Regions from separate parts of the Mus musculus genome. Here all the other regions are linked to region 3. Evidence: chromatin contacts called from public HiChIP or PLAC-seq data. All regions are on one chromosome and are shown on one strand. The core of a region is the stretch at or near the end of the contact, and the rest is flanking DNA. Distances in the headings are between cores, read along the strand shown. Region 1 overlaps Snx13 (sorting nexin 13). Region 2 overlaps Snx13 (sorting nexin 13). Region 3 overlaps Hdac9 (histone deacetylase 9).

Region 1 (3,729 bases), core at 1,125-3,624, 460 kb after region 3:
GCTGTTTAAGTATAGCAGAGTCAGCTTGACTGACAGCCTAACCCAGAAGCCTTGGATTAATTTAATTATTTCTTTAAAGAGCCTGTCTTAGAATATGTACTGTATAAGGTAAGGCCTTCCACATGTGACTTTGGATAAATGCAGTTCAGGCCCCTGTTCTTTGGTAAGAAAGGATATGCTATGCACTCTGAAAAAATGAGTGGGTAATTTAGAGTCAAATGCATAAGTAATATTTTAGGCAATTGTATATCTTTGGAAACAACATAGGTTATTGACTTTCACAAGGTGTAATTTTCTTCAAGTTTTCATAGATGCAACAGAAACTATTTTGCATACTGTATTCAATGAGGACTGTTTCTTCTGGCTTTATAGCTAAATTTCTGAGTTATCATTACTACTCAATACTTTCAATGTATTGCCCCTATCTGCTTTTTCATCTTGATAATTATTGAAGCAAAATTATTATTTTACATATATGTTGTATAATGAATTTGTTCACATTTTCATTCTAAACAATTAGATTTTTTTCATTGCTTTTATTTGTCAGAATCTTACAGTTTGGGATGGAAATGATTCTGAATCTCATATATTCTCTCCCTCTCTCTCCATCTTCCTCTCAATGTTTGCAGCAGGAATTGGTCTTAATGTATTTTAAACAAAGGATTAAAAAAAAAAAGCTTTGCTTGTCTCAGTGTATGTAATATGGAAAGAGGGAAGAGACTGCCTAAAGTTTCAGGTACTGGCTGTTGGCCAGGCCTTACCCTACGTCATCCCAGCAATAGACATAGCAACAGCTTGTGCATGAGACGGTGTAGTAGATTACTATCATGGTTGCACCTAATATTAAGTCTGCAAAACCAAGACTGCTATATTGCTCTGTATTTTTACATTACAAAGAAAACAATAGCATGACAGTGACTATTGGGTCCTTTTCATTAGTGTCACTTATGAGTTTACTTTTCATATGATGAGGAAAGGTTATTAATATTTAATATAATTGTATGCAAAGTTGTAATACAGATCCTGTCTATAATTAGTAGTTTGTCTTTCTGCTTTTTAAAGATATATACTACAGTGATTATTTTATAGTCACTAATATTAAAATTGTCTCTTAGATTTTAACAAGCCATAATATCATAACTGATTCAAATTTTAATTTCTTAATACTCTCTTCATGAGTCAAATGGCTAGGAAAAGGATTGCTGCTTTACTACGAAATTTGACTGATCTGAAAATTAGAACTGCAAAATGAAACTTGATATGGCAGAGTGCCCATTTTCATCAGTTATCCACTTTTATTCTCCATTGTCAATTTTTTATGATAAAAAATTTTTGGGTTTTGTGGACAATGTGATCGTGATGTTTTGTTTAATGTAAGAAATAAGATACTTTGACATGTAGAAAAAATGTTACGTGGAGATGATTTCTTTTAAAAAAAGAAGTATTGAATGTCTTTTCTCTTCTAGTTTGAAAATCTGTCAAGCATATTGAAGCTTCCTGGTAAAAAGACGTTTAACAATATGGATAGAGATTTTTTAGAAAAGAGGAAAAAGGATTTAAATGCCTACTTGCAGGTAAGGTGGTTATAGTATTGCCCGTAGATTTCATTTGTTACAGCACACAAGTAGAGTAGATGTCTTTATTGAGTTATGTTTGGTGCAGCATGTGTGTGACATGCCTGTGACACTGTACCCCACATCCAGCCTTGTTAGCAGTGAGAACAACACAACTGAATAGTTTGGCTGACTGTAATTGTGGACAAATAACTAATTTTAGTAGTATCAAATACGATATGTAGTCTTTTAAGTAGTTTATTGTTTCTGTATTTAATGTTAAACTTAGACATTTTCTTTTAAGCACTTAAGACTTTTGCTTATTTGTGTTTAGATGAATATGTATAATATGTGTTTCAGATTATTATAACTAGATATATAGTATGATTTACCCCGAAGTTAAATGCTTATAATTTAATACATGATAGCTTTTTAGGTTACCACAGAACGTAGTTCATTTTTGTTCCCAGAATAGTTCCTGAGAGAAATAGAGCTGAAGATATATCCTGGGCTCATCATCTTAGTCATAAAATTTCCTCACAGGAAATAACATGTTTTACAAGTTACATATTGTGTAGGCTGGTCGAATGCCTAGAGATACATTTTATACCTGAATACCCAAACCCCAGGTAGAGTCATGAACCTTGTCAGTTCATCCTAGTTAGTGGTTTCTAATGTTCTTGCATATTTTAGAAAGGTGTCATCCCAGTTGGCAGTGTTCCATTATCTAGCTTCCTGTTTTCTACAAAAGGAGTCAGGAGACTGCAGCAGGAAGCCACCTGTTGAAACCACGGATTTATATCTCTAGCTGGTAGCTGGGTTTTTGTTTGTCTGTCTGTTTTTGGTTTTTCACAAGCAGCAGATTTAAACAGTTATAACGATTGTAATTTGCTGCTGTGTATTGAAAGGCCAGGATAGGAAGGAAGAGCAGCTGGCTGTCACTTCATTCTTTCCCAGCGGGAAAGTGCAGTGCATAGATGCTGCATTGATAAAACTTGTTAAACACTTGACTTCAAAATACTCAGTTTTAGTTTTGTTAAGATCCCTAACAGTTTTGTACATTGATAAAATGACTTTTCCCAGTTGTGGTACTATAAGTTTAAGGGTGACTGACTCTCTTATACTTTTAGCTCATAGACTCAGTATGTCACCACTTTTGCCTTAGAAGCAACTAAGCTAGATTATTAAGATTATTGAGTTTATTTGCATTCATGAAAGGAATATGTTTTGGATTTTTTATTACACTTGAAAGTTTCTATTCATATATATTATAAAATCCTATTTTCATTACTCTTAAACTTTAGCAGTATTATAATAAACAGCACAGTTTCTAGTATGGATAAGCTGTAGAGCCAGATATTTTATAAAGTGGAATTAACATAAATGCTATTTTACCATCTTAAGATTTCTTCTTTTCCCTATTAGTTACTCTTGACTCCTGAAATGATGAAGGCATCCCCGGCGCTGGCTCACTGTGTCTATGATTTCCTTGAGAACAAAGCCTACAGTAAAGGGAAGGGTGATTTTGCTCGAAAGGTTGGCATATTATTGAATTTCCTTTTAAGAACTTTCTTGCTTTTTTTTTAAATAAAGGAAACTATAGACATATATATTTTAAAATGATTTGTTAAGTAGGTCTTGTCATGTTGGCTTAGTCAGTATGCTGTTGCTTGATGTATCTGTTCATACCAAATATGCAAATGAAAGATCACTGACCAAATCATCATGGCCACATTAATTCATGCAAGCAGTTAATTAAAGCATCATTTTTAAAATTTGTGTACATGGACTACTTCTCTCTAGAAGTAGAGTTCAGGGGATCAGAATGGAAGTGAAGAAGACAAGGATTTTATTGCTGAGGGCTAGAGGGTTTCCAAATGGAGGATTTGGCAGGCAAATTTGTCAGGGTTACAGGAGCAGAATAAGCATAACAAGTTAGCTATAAGGAAGGACCTCCGGAAACAAAGATACTCTTATAAGGAGTTATAACAACAGGGAGTCATAGAAACCTCTGGAAACAAAGATACAGTTGCAAGATGGTTGTAACAAGCTTTTGAAACAAAGACATGGCCGTCACTGGAAGAACAGTGTAAACCATTTGTAGTTAAGGTTACAGGCAAGGCAATAGCCCAGTTTTTGGGAAACAGATGTAATCACAAGCAAGAATGAACCAAGT
Region 2 (3,785 bases), core at 713-3,212, 490 kb after region 3:
ATCGAGAGGATCCTGCCCCGTCTCGTTCAAGAATGGAGTCGGTCTCTTCTGTTCCAGACTAATCAGCATTCTCTCCCAGTGCCAGAGTGCCAGAGTGTGTGTGTGGGAGCTGAGGGAAGCACAAAGCAATGGGTCACAGGTAACTTAGCTAACTAGTGTGGTGGCTGCAGAGCGCAGCTCAGAGTTGGAGAGATTTGTCTCCCTCAAGGATCTTGTGGGGCATCAGCATTTTGCTATCATGTGGGTTAGCAGGTGAGTGATCTTCAGAACAATTGTCCAGTTGTTTCCAGGTAGCCTGGGCAAAGTGAGGGAAAGAATGCCCTTAGTGCAGGAAATCACCCTTCCCAAATTACCGTCCTGTGTAAAGCATTTTAATATAAAGCCAATCAAAACTAGCATTTGATTGGATTTATTATTCACCGATGGAAATGTTGGTTGATTCTCTTTGGTGATGTGCTGTATGGGCTCGGCCTTGCTCTTAGGGCCCTCACCTCTCCACCTCTCCTTTGGCATTCTGTGCAGAAGAAGCATGTGGTAGCTCTCTTAGGAGTTCACATTTTTTAATCTTTTAACAGATTACTGATTATATAGAAGGGAAATTATTTATTGTAAGAACTGCCAAATACATTGTCCTTCTAAAAATTGGAAATTAAAGCAGTACTCTATTGAAAGTTACCATATGATAACTTTAAATTGTATGATCTAGACATGCCTTAGGTAACTACCAATATAGCAAATCAAAGGATTAATGAGCTTCTAGTCCTATGTAAACATACAAATGCCTAATTCTACTATGTGTACATATATAAAAATAAATAATGAAAACAGAACTGTACTATTTTTAAAAATATGCTTTTATTTATATTTCGCATAATGTAAAATTCTAAATAAAGCTAGTACACAAAACCCTTTGGTGTATACATTTAACTCCCTAATATTTTATATCAGTGAAACAAATACCTTTTCCAGTTGTGAAGCCTTTGCATTTCCTAGTGTTCTCTCCATTTTGTCCATTAGGAAGTCTTCATATCCCATACATGCAGGATTTCTGTACTTTTAAATACTTCCAGTGACTAAGGGTTTGGATATATCAGCTCTTTTTGTTTTAAAAATATTTAACACTAAAACCTTAAAATAGTGAAACTACTTTTCAGACCACTGAGCCAGTATCCTGATATCTAAAGAACGTTTGGGTGCTTGTTGTAAAGGGACAGAGTATTGATAACCCAGCTCTTTGGGAGCTTGGAGCCTGGAATGGGATTTGTCTTGCTGTCTTTCAGATCCTTCTTACCCAGTGAAGCCTAGTAATAAGAGGGAAGCCTTCCTGTAAGGCTCTCCAATGCTCACCAGTGCTGTGTGCATATGTGGAGTATGCACACACTCAGCATGCGTTGCATGTCTTTCAGAATTACATAAGTAAAGCCCCTTTCAAAACTTGCAAGTGAGGAAAGATTCTGTTTGTCTGGCAGAAGAAATGTTTCCTATACTCATATGCTCCTGCCCTGCCGGCCCTTCCTCGGCCCCAGGCTTAAAATTGGATGCATCAGGTCTGTGGGAAGCCTCAGCATGGCCACAAGTGCAATAATTTCATACACAGCCTCCTGTCTCAGTTATATTCTTACATGAGTACATTTAAGTGCATACAGAAGGATTCATGCAAGAGCCTAGTGTGTACATGTGAAAATAAAGTGAGAAAACTGTCAACCAGGGGAAAAAGAGGTCATACAAAATGCAGATTCTTCTTCTAACAGCCCTGCAAGACAACTGCAACCTCACCAAAACAAAACAAAGAGCAAAATCAGAACTGTTCGAGGAAGTGGTCTTTAAAGGAACCTCGGCTGAGAAGCTTTTATATTTCAGGAGCAGAAATGTCAAATGGCCACGTGTCTGTGCACGTCTGTGTCTTACAACAGAGTGTGGTCGTTGGCCCTAGGCTTGGTCCAGCTGTGTAGAGTGTTTAACCGATGAGTAGAGTACAGTATTCTCTGGTTAATAAAATTATTCTATTTAGTGCACTTGTTGCACAGATGAACATAGACACAAAGAGGCTATATGTCTTCTGCTGAACACTTTTAAGTCAGTAGTGGTGCCTTTAGGCAAAACCGTCAAAATTAATCATTCTTTTGGGTTTTCTGATATTTTTTTTTTCAGGTAGTGTAAAACTACAAAAAACCCATCACAGCTTATTCACCTAAAATTTGATTGTATGACTTAAATGTCACACTTAGATGAGCATTTCCTATAGCTCAAGTGTCCCATGCAGTTGCTGGAAACAGTTGTGCCATTGACCAGTGGATGCACTTTGTTAGCCTTAATTTAAACAACAACAACAACAAAATTTCTTGAATATATCAGTTTGATCACTACAAGTTTGCTGCAGGTGTTTGGGGAAAAAAGAGTTAAGTGCAATGAAAGTGTACCTTTTTTTTTAGAAAAAAATTAAGAACATAATTTTCACAATCTACAGTTTTAATTTTGTGCAATATTTTCATTTAATGCATGTTTGAGTAATTGTATAATAACTACATTTTTAATGTTTTGAGATCTAATTTAACTGTCTTATTAACCCAACAACTTCATTCCGTTGTTGCTGCACCTTAATTAAGGACTTGTTTTAAAAGTCTTTTTGTCACTCCTTGTAAAATTCTTTTCTTAGTAGAAAATTTTGCTTATGGGAGCATGGCTCCTGTATTATAAGGGAAAACTAAAGAGCACATTTTAGGGTTTTAATTGTTAAAAACTACCTTGTGCATATCTCTGTATATAAGCGTCGATCGTGCCTACCGCTCTATCAATGCTCTCCTCTAACCAAGGGGAAAGAATCAGAATGTCAGTTACTTTTATTAACGACAGAAATTAAAATTTTTATTTGGTTTGTGTTATGTTCTGTCTGTTAGAAAATACTAATAAAGTATTAACAAACAGTTCTGATGTGTTTACTTGGCAGTATGTATTTTTTAAAATGCTTGTTCAATGGTCTTGTTTTTATAGTCTCTGAGCACTTTTGTTTCAATTCAGAATTTGAGCAGTCAAGTTTCAAGATTATAGATGAACTACAGAATAATTAAAACTAGCTGCATTTAATTTCTTTCATGGGATAAACCATTGGCTACCAAAATCTTAAAAGAAACTTTCTATTTTATTGTCACATAAAATTAGGTAGTGATTTTCTGAAAGACAAAGATCTAGAACTTAGCAAATTTTATTTGATGTCATTTGCAATTCACATTTTGACTGGTATTTTAGACATGTTCTGTTTTAAAAGACAGTTGCTTTGACATTCAGTAATATGCTTGGTTGGTCAAAATATGTATAGCTTTCTTGGTCTACATCCAGAAACTGCTCAGGCATTAAATCAATACCTGTTACCTTACTAAGAACTGGCATACTATTTCTTAGAATACTATTGTAAATATCAGCCCCCTTAAGCTGAGTTGTTGTGCTTTAAGATGTCCTTTAAGATGTGCTCTGACAGAACTGTCAGAAGTAGTATCCAGAATGCCAGAATGGTAACAGTCCAAAACATTGTATCAGACTCTTTGAAACAGCTTACCTACTTCCTAAACTTCATTGAGCACAGAATCTTTGACAGCCTCTTCCCCAGCTTCCTGGCCTACTAAAAGTCCAGACTCAAAGGAAACATACTCTGTATGAACCGTGGTTTTCATACCGTCTAGGTTTACTGAGCTATCCTACTAGCTGGAACATTCCTAAAACAAAGTTCACAGACAGCTGAGCCCTGGAGCAAGGTGAACAACAGCCCTGCTTACAGGGACAACAGCCAG
Region 3 (4,015 bases), core at 502-3,001:
GTCTTCACTGTGATTCTTGTACTTCTTTCTCTCACATCTTAAAAAGAAACAGGTCTGTAAATCAGCGGCAGCCCCGATGCTCTGAGCACACAGCGCCTTGTCTTAGGTCTTCTGTCTTGTGTCATCTCGAAAATTTATATTTGCTGCAGCTTTCACTAAGTGATAAATATTAATTATTTCTGTCGGAAGCCTTGTTTATTCATGCATATTTTACAGAAAAAATCACACTAAACACATAGCCAGAGGCAGCCTTTGCAAGCTGAGACTCCTCACAGATGACTTGCAGGCACACAAAGGATAGCTAGAGACAGGATATTTTACTGTCTAATTATGTTGTCACCACCTAACTGAAATGTGAAGGGTGCCCAAAGCTATTGTGAGAAAAATATAACTTATCTTGAACTTCCCTCTTCTTCCATTATGGAACCCATTTCTACTCTGTCCTGCATGCCATCTCAGACAAGGGCTGGTTTCTGTGGCTTGTCAATTCCTGGTTACGCAGTATCTGTTCCAAATGAAAGAAGTTAAGTCAGAGCTGATGATTTCTCAGTTTTGTTCTTGTGGGACAAAGTCAACTTGTGAATGAAGAGCCTCTGCTTGGAAAAGTTAAACGATGACAAATATATATGTAGGGCTTCACAAATAATAATTCAATTATCACATCTATGACAGTGATACTGTCACCACCAGCTGCTTTTGGTGCCAATGAGTCACAAACAGGTTAATTCGGGATCACAGAACTGGGATGTGATAGAGCCGAGATCCAAATTTAGTTTAGCTTCAGAGTCTTATTTCTTGGCGTTTTTTTACATTAACTTAATATGCTAACAAATAGGTAAATACCCTGCCTAGCAAACTATAAATATCATTAATAATATTTTAAATGAAGTTAATATTTAGATCATGTCTCTATAGTCCATAACACACAAAATTATTAGAATCTCCATGGACCTTGGAAATGCTGCAAATTGGAATAAAATATAAAGTAATTTTGTGATAATTAGAAAATATCTAATCTCATTAGCTTTTAGGAGAAAACACCAAGACATAGAAACAACAAAAATGGTGGATCTGTAGTTAACAGCAGTCGTTGCTATTCGAGAGGACCCGGGGTTTGTTTCCCAGTTTCCATGTGGTGGCTCAGAAGCATCTGTTGTGAAGATCTAGCGCACTCTTCTGACCTCCATGGGTGCCAGGTATCACAAAGTGCATTTATACACACATAGTCAAAACACTCATACATATAAAACAAAACTAAATAAATCTTTGTGCATGCAGTCAAAAGACTCATAAAAACTACCAAAATACTAACATCCTTCTTAAGATCATGAAGATAAATTGTATAAACATATAGATTTATTCCTCAAATATCAAGGACCTCATTAGATATGAAGGAACCTACATGTCGCATATATATATATATATGTGTGTGTGTGTGTGTGTGTGTGTGTGTATATATATATATATATATATAAACCATCATCACTTTTAGTAATTGTGATGATGTATCTCTTAACAAAGGAAGGAGGAAGACAATATGCCTGGTGACTTCCAATGGAACCACAGAGGTATCATCATAAACAGTCACATAAAAGCCATGTACACAAAATACACAAAATGAATTTCAGGCTATACTGAGAAAACAATGTTCTTGCATCAAGCACTGGCTGGCCTGCTAGCCAGGTGGCTGGATTTAGAAACCAGAAGGCCCCGGGGAAGGCAGTCGTCGGTAACTACAAAGCTAATGTGGTCAATGCCCGGTGTCGTTATGGGGATTAGAGGGGGGTCACACTCCACAGCAGCACCTGCACAACTATGACATAAGCTTCTAGCTGACATAAATCATACTCTCTCTGTTTTGAAAGCAAATAATAAAATAGTTGTTCCATGTCTCTTGACCTTTACTTCTGGGAAACTTACATTTTTCCCTTTTTTGCTTTGGAAGGAAACCTCCCCAGCCCCTCCCCTCCTCCCCCCACCCCTGCCACAATGAAACATACTCAAAACACCCATTTCTGAACACATGCATAAAAAGTCATCTCCTTATCTCCAAAGTAATTCTAAACACCATTAACTTATTATGTTGCAAAGTAGCTTAACATAAGGCAGAAAGGCAGGAGGAGAACAAGACACTCAGAAAGACAGACACCAAAAGGAAAGCCAGGGGTTAATAGAGATGGAGACCTGTAGCTGCCCAGCTGAAGATGGAGAAAAACCACTGAGGCATTTCCACCGAGAGCTGCTAAAGGTTACTTAACAAGAATGCAGGGAACGTGCTGCACACTTGGTTTCTAGATTCATCTTTCCCATAGAATCCAATTATGCAAAATTGCACTTTGCCCAAGCCTGCTTCTCAAGTCAGCTTTAACTTGATATAAGATTCAATGAAATGAAAAGAGAAGACAGAAATCACCCTGAAGTCACTGAATTAAAGATATGTTTTATAATTGCAGACATTTATAAATCCAATTTGCCATAAAAGCAAAATGCAGAGTGGTAATGTGACAGGAAGGGGGAAACCCACTGAATGAGCATTATCCTGTGTCTATACTATAGCTTCTGCTCAGAGACAATAGCCAGGCCTGCTATATAGGGAGCATTTTATTTGCATTCTAAGATTCATACTCACACACATGATGGTTCTCTAGTGTCTCAGAGAAGACCAAGGGAGCTGCGCACATTATTTATAGTGAATGGCTGACTTACGAGAGAGAAAAATGATCTTTACAAAACAATTAAGGGTCAGTATATTGGGTACATGGACAGAAATACCAGCAAAATGTGTGCTGTGCACATGGACATATAAACCACCAGCAACAGACTTAGCACATAGATACATAAACCAGCAAGAACCAGGGACAATATTGTGCAAAAACCATGGGCCAAAAAGGGGCAATGCTGTGCATGTGGACACACAGTGCAACAAAGAGCAGTGTTGTGTACATTGAAACATAAGCCATCAAGACTCAATACTATGAACAGAATATATAAATAATAAAAGGGTGGTGCTGTGTATATTTAGACACAAAAGCAAGGATCAGTATTGTACACATGGACACATAAGCCACCAAGGGGCAGTGTTGTACACATGTACACATATACACACTAAAACAAAACAGCAAGGGGCAGTGCTGTATACATAGACCATAAACCACTAGAGGAGTCATCTTTTTTTGATCCACCAGCACAGAAATGCTATGCTCTAACAAATAACCCAGGAGATTCTCATTGAAAATTTTGAGACTTAGTAAAGTGCACCTGTGGCTTTTTTTTTATCCTCCTATCTCACCTAGTTCCATTTTAGAAAGAAAGAGTCAAAATGTTTGGCCTTTTAACCCTTCACTTGTCTCAAAATCACATACTTAGGGTCCTATTTGAAAAATAAATAGAGAAGGCTGTGAATTACTAACTTAAAAATGTTTTCAGTGAATCAGCTTTGAGTAGATTAGTGGTTTTCAGCCTGTGGGTTGCAAACCAATGGGGGTAAAACAACTTTTTTCACAGGATCCTCATAACAGATATCCTACATATTAAATAGCTACATTATGGTTCATAAGTAGCAAAATTATAGCTATGAAGTAACAATAAAAATAATTCTATGGTTGGGGGTCACAACATGAGGAACTATATAAAAGGGTCACAGCATTGGAACGGTTGAGAACGGCTGCTTTAGATCCACGATTATTTGAGCAGAATAAGAGTAAGCACAATTCACATGGAAGCTGTTGGACTTCCTTTTCCATTACATTTCGTGTCAATGTCTACCGAAGGACGCTTAAAGACAGACCATCCCTATACAGTCTTATAAAGTGACCCCTGGCTAAGCATCCTCAAAAAGTCCTGTTCAGATTGTCATAGTGTCAGGGCATCTTACTCAGTATTTTATGGCTTAGCAACCGAGCAAAAAGTGTGACCGGCGACTGCTCATTTTCCTTTCCTTTCTGGGAAGAGAGGGGAAACCATCTTCATTTGGAAACTTTTTAATATGTGTTTAAAATACTCACAGCTGTGTATT

What was found. HiChIP or PLAC-seq counts read pairs in DNA pulled down with a chosen protein or histone mark.
Region 1: a contact with region 3 is called in a RAD21 HiChIP or PLAC-seq map of pro-B cells, with 7 times the contacts expected there. The contact joins two enhancer-like sites. A contact is called at or near these places in 2 of 15 datasets of contacts at CTCF or cohesin (large pre-B cells and pro-B cells) and 2 of 484 Hi-C or Micro-C datasets (B cells and bone marrow-derived macrophages).
Region 2: an H3K27ac HiChIP or PLAC-seq map of double positive thymocytes shows a contact between it and region 3, with 5 read pairs. The contact joins two enhancer-like sites. A contact is called at or near these places in 2 of 15 datasets of contacts at CTCF or cohesin (large pre-B cells and pro-B cells), 1 of 484 Hi-C or Micro-C datasets (bone marrow-derived macrophages) and 4 of 115 datasets of contacts at active chromatin or transcription factors (bone marrow-derived macrophages, double positive thymocytes, embryonic basal ganglia and 1 more).

The regions. Positions count from the first base shown.
Region 1 is chr12:35,121,452-35,125,180 of GRCm38.p6, forward strand. Snx13 (sorting nexin 13) reads left to right here. Exons shown (of 26, transcript NM_001014973.2): 19 at 1,467-1,574; 20 at 2,979-3,089. Among named protein-coding and RNA genes, the nearest start is that of Mir680-3, 72 kb to the right of the region's middle. Within about 2 kb of position 2,375, at least 24 of the 459 cell types and tissues checked have an H3K27ac peak or open chromatin away from gene starts, as enhancers often do. A contact at or near this core is called in pro-B cells, where this site is marked.
Region 2 is chr12:35,144,554-35,148,338 of GRCm38.p6, forward strand. It overlaps Snx13 (sorting nexin 13), which reads left to right. Exons shown (of 26, transcript NM_001014973.2): 26 at 1-2,924. Among named protein-coding and RNA genes, the nearest start is that of Mir680-3, 48 kb to the right of the region's middle. Within about 2 kb of position 1,963, at least 5 of the 459 cell types and tissues checked have an H3K27ac peak or open chromatin away from gene starts, as enhancers often do. A contact at or near this core is called in double positive thymocytes and pro-B cells, where this site is marked.
Region 3 is chr12:34,658,485-34,662,499 of GRCm38.p6, forward strand. The region is part of intron 3 of Hdac9 (histone deacetylase 9); the gene reads right to left. Among named protein-coding and RNA genes, the nearest start is that of Gm46347, 130 kb to the right of the region's middle. Within about 2 kb of position 1,752, at least 12 of the 459 cell types and tissues checked have an H3K27ac peak or open chromatin away from gene starts, as enhancers often do. A contact at or near this core is called in double positive thymocytes and pro-B cells, where this site is marked.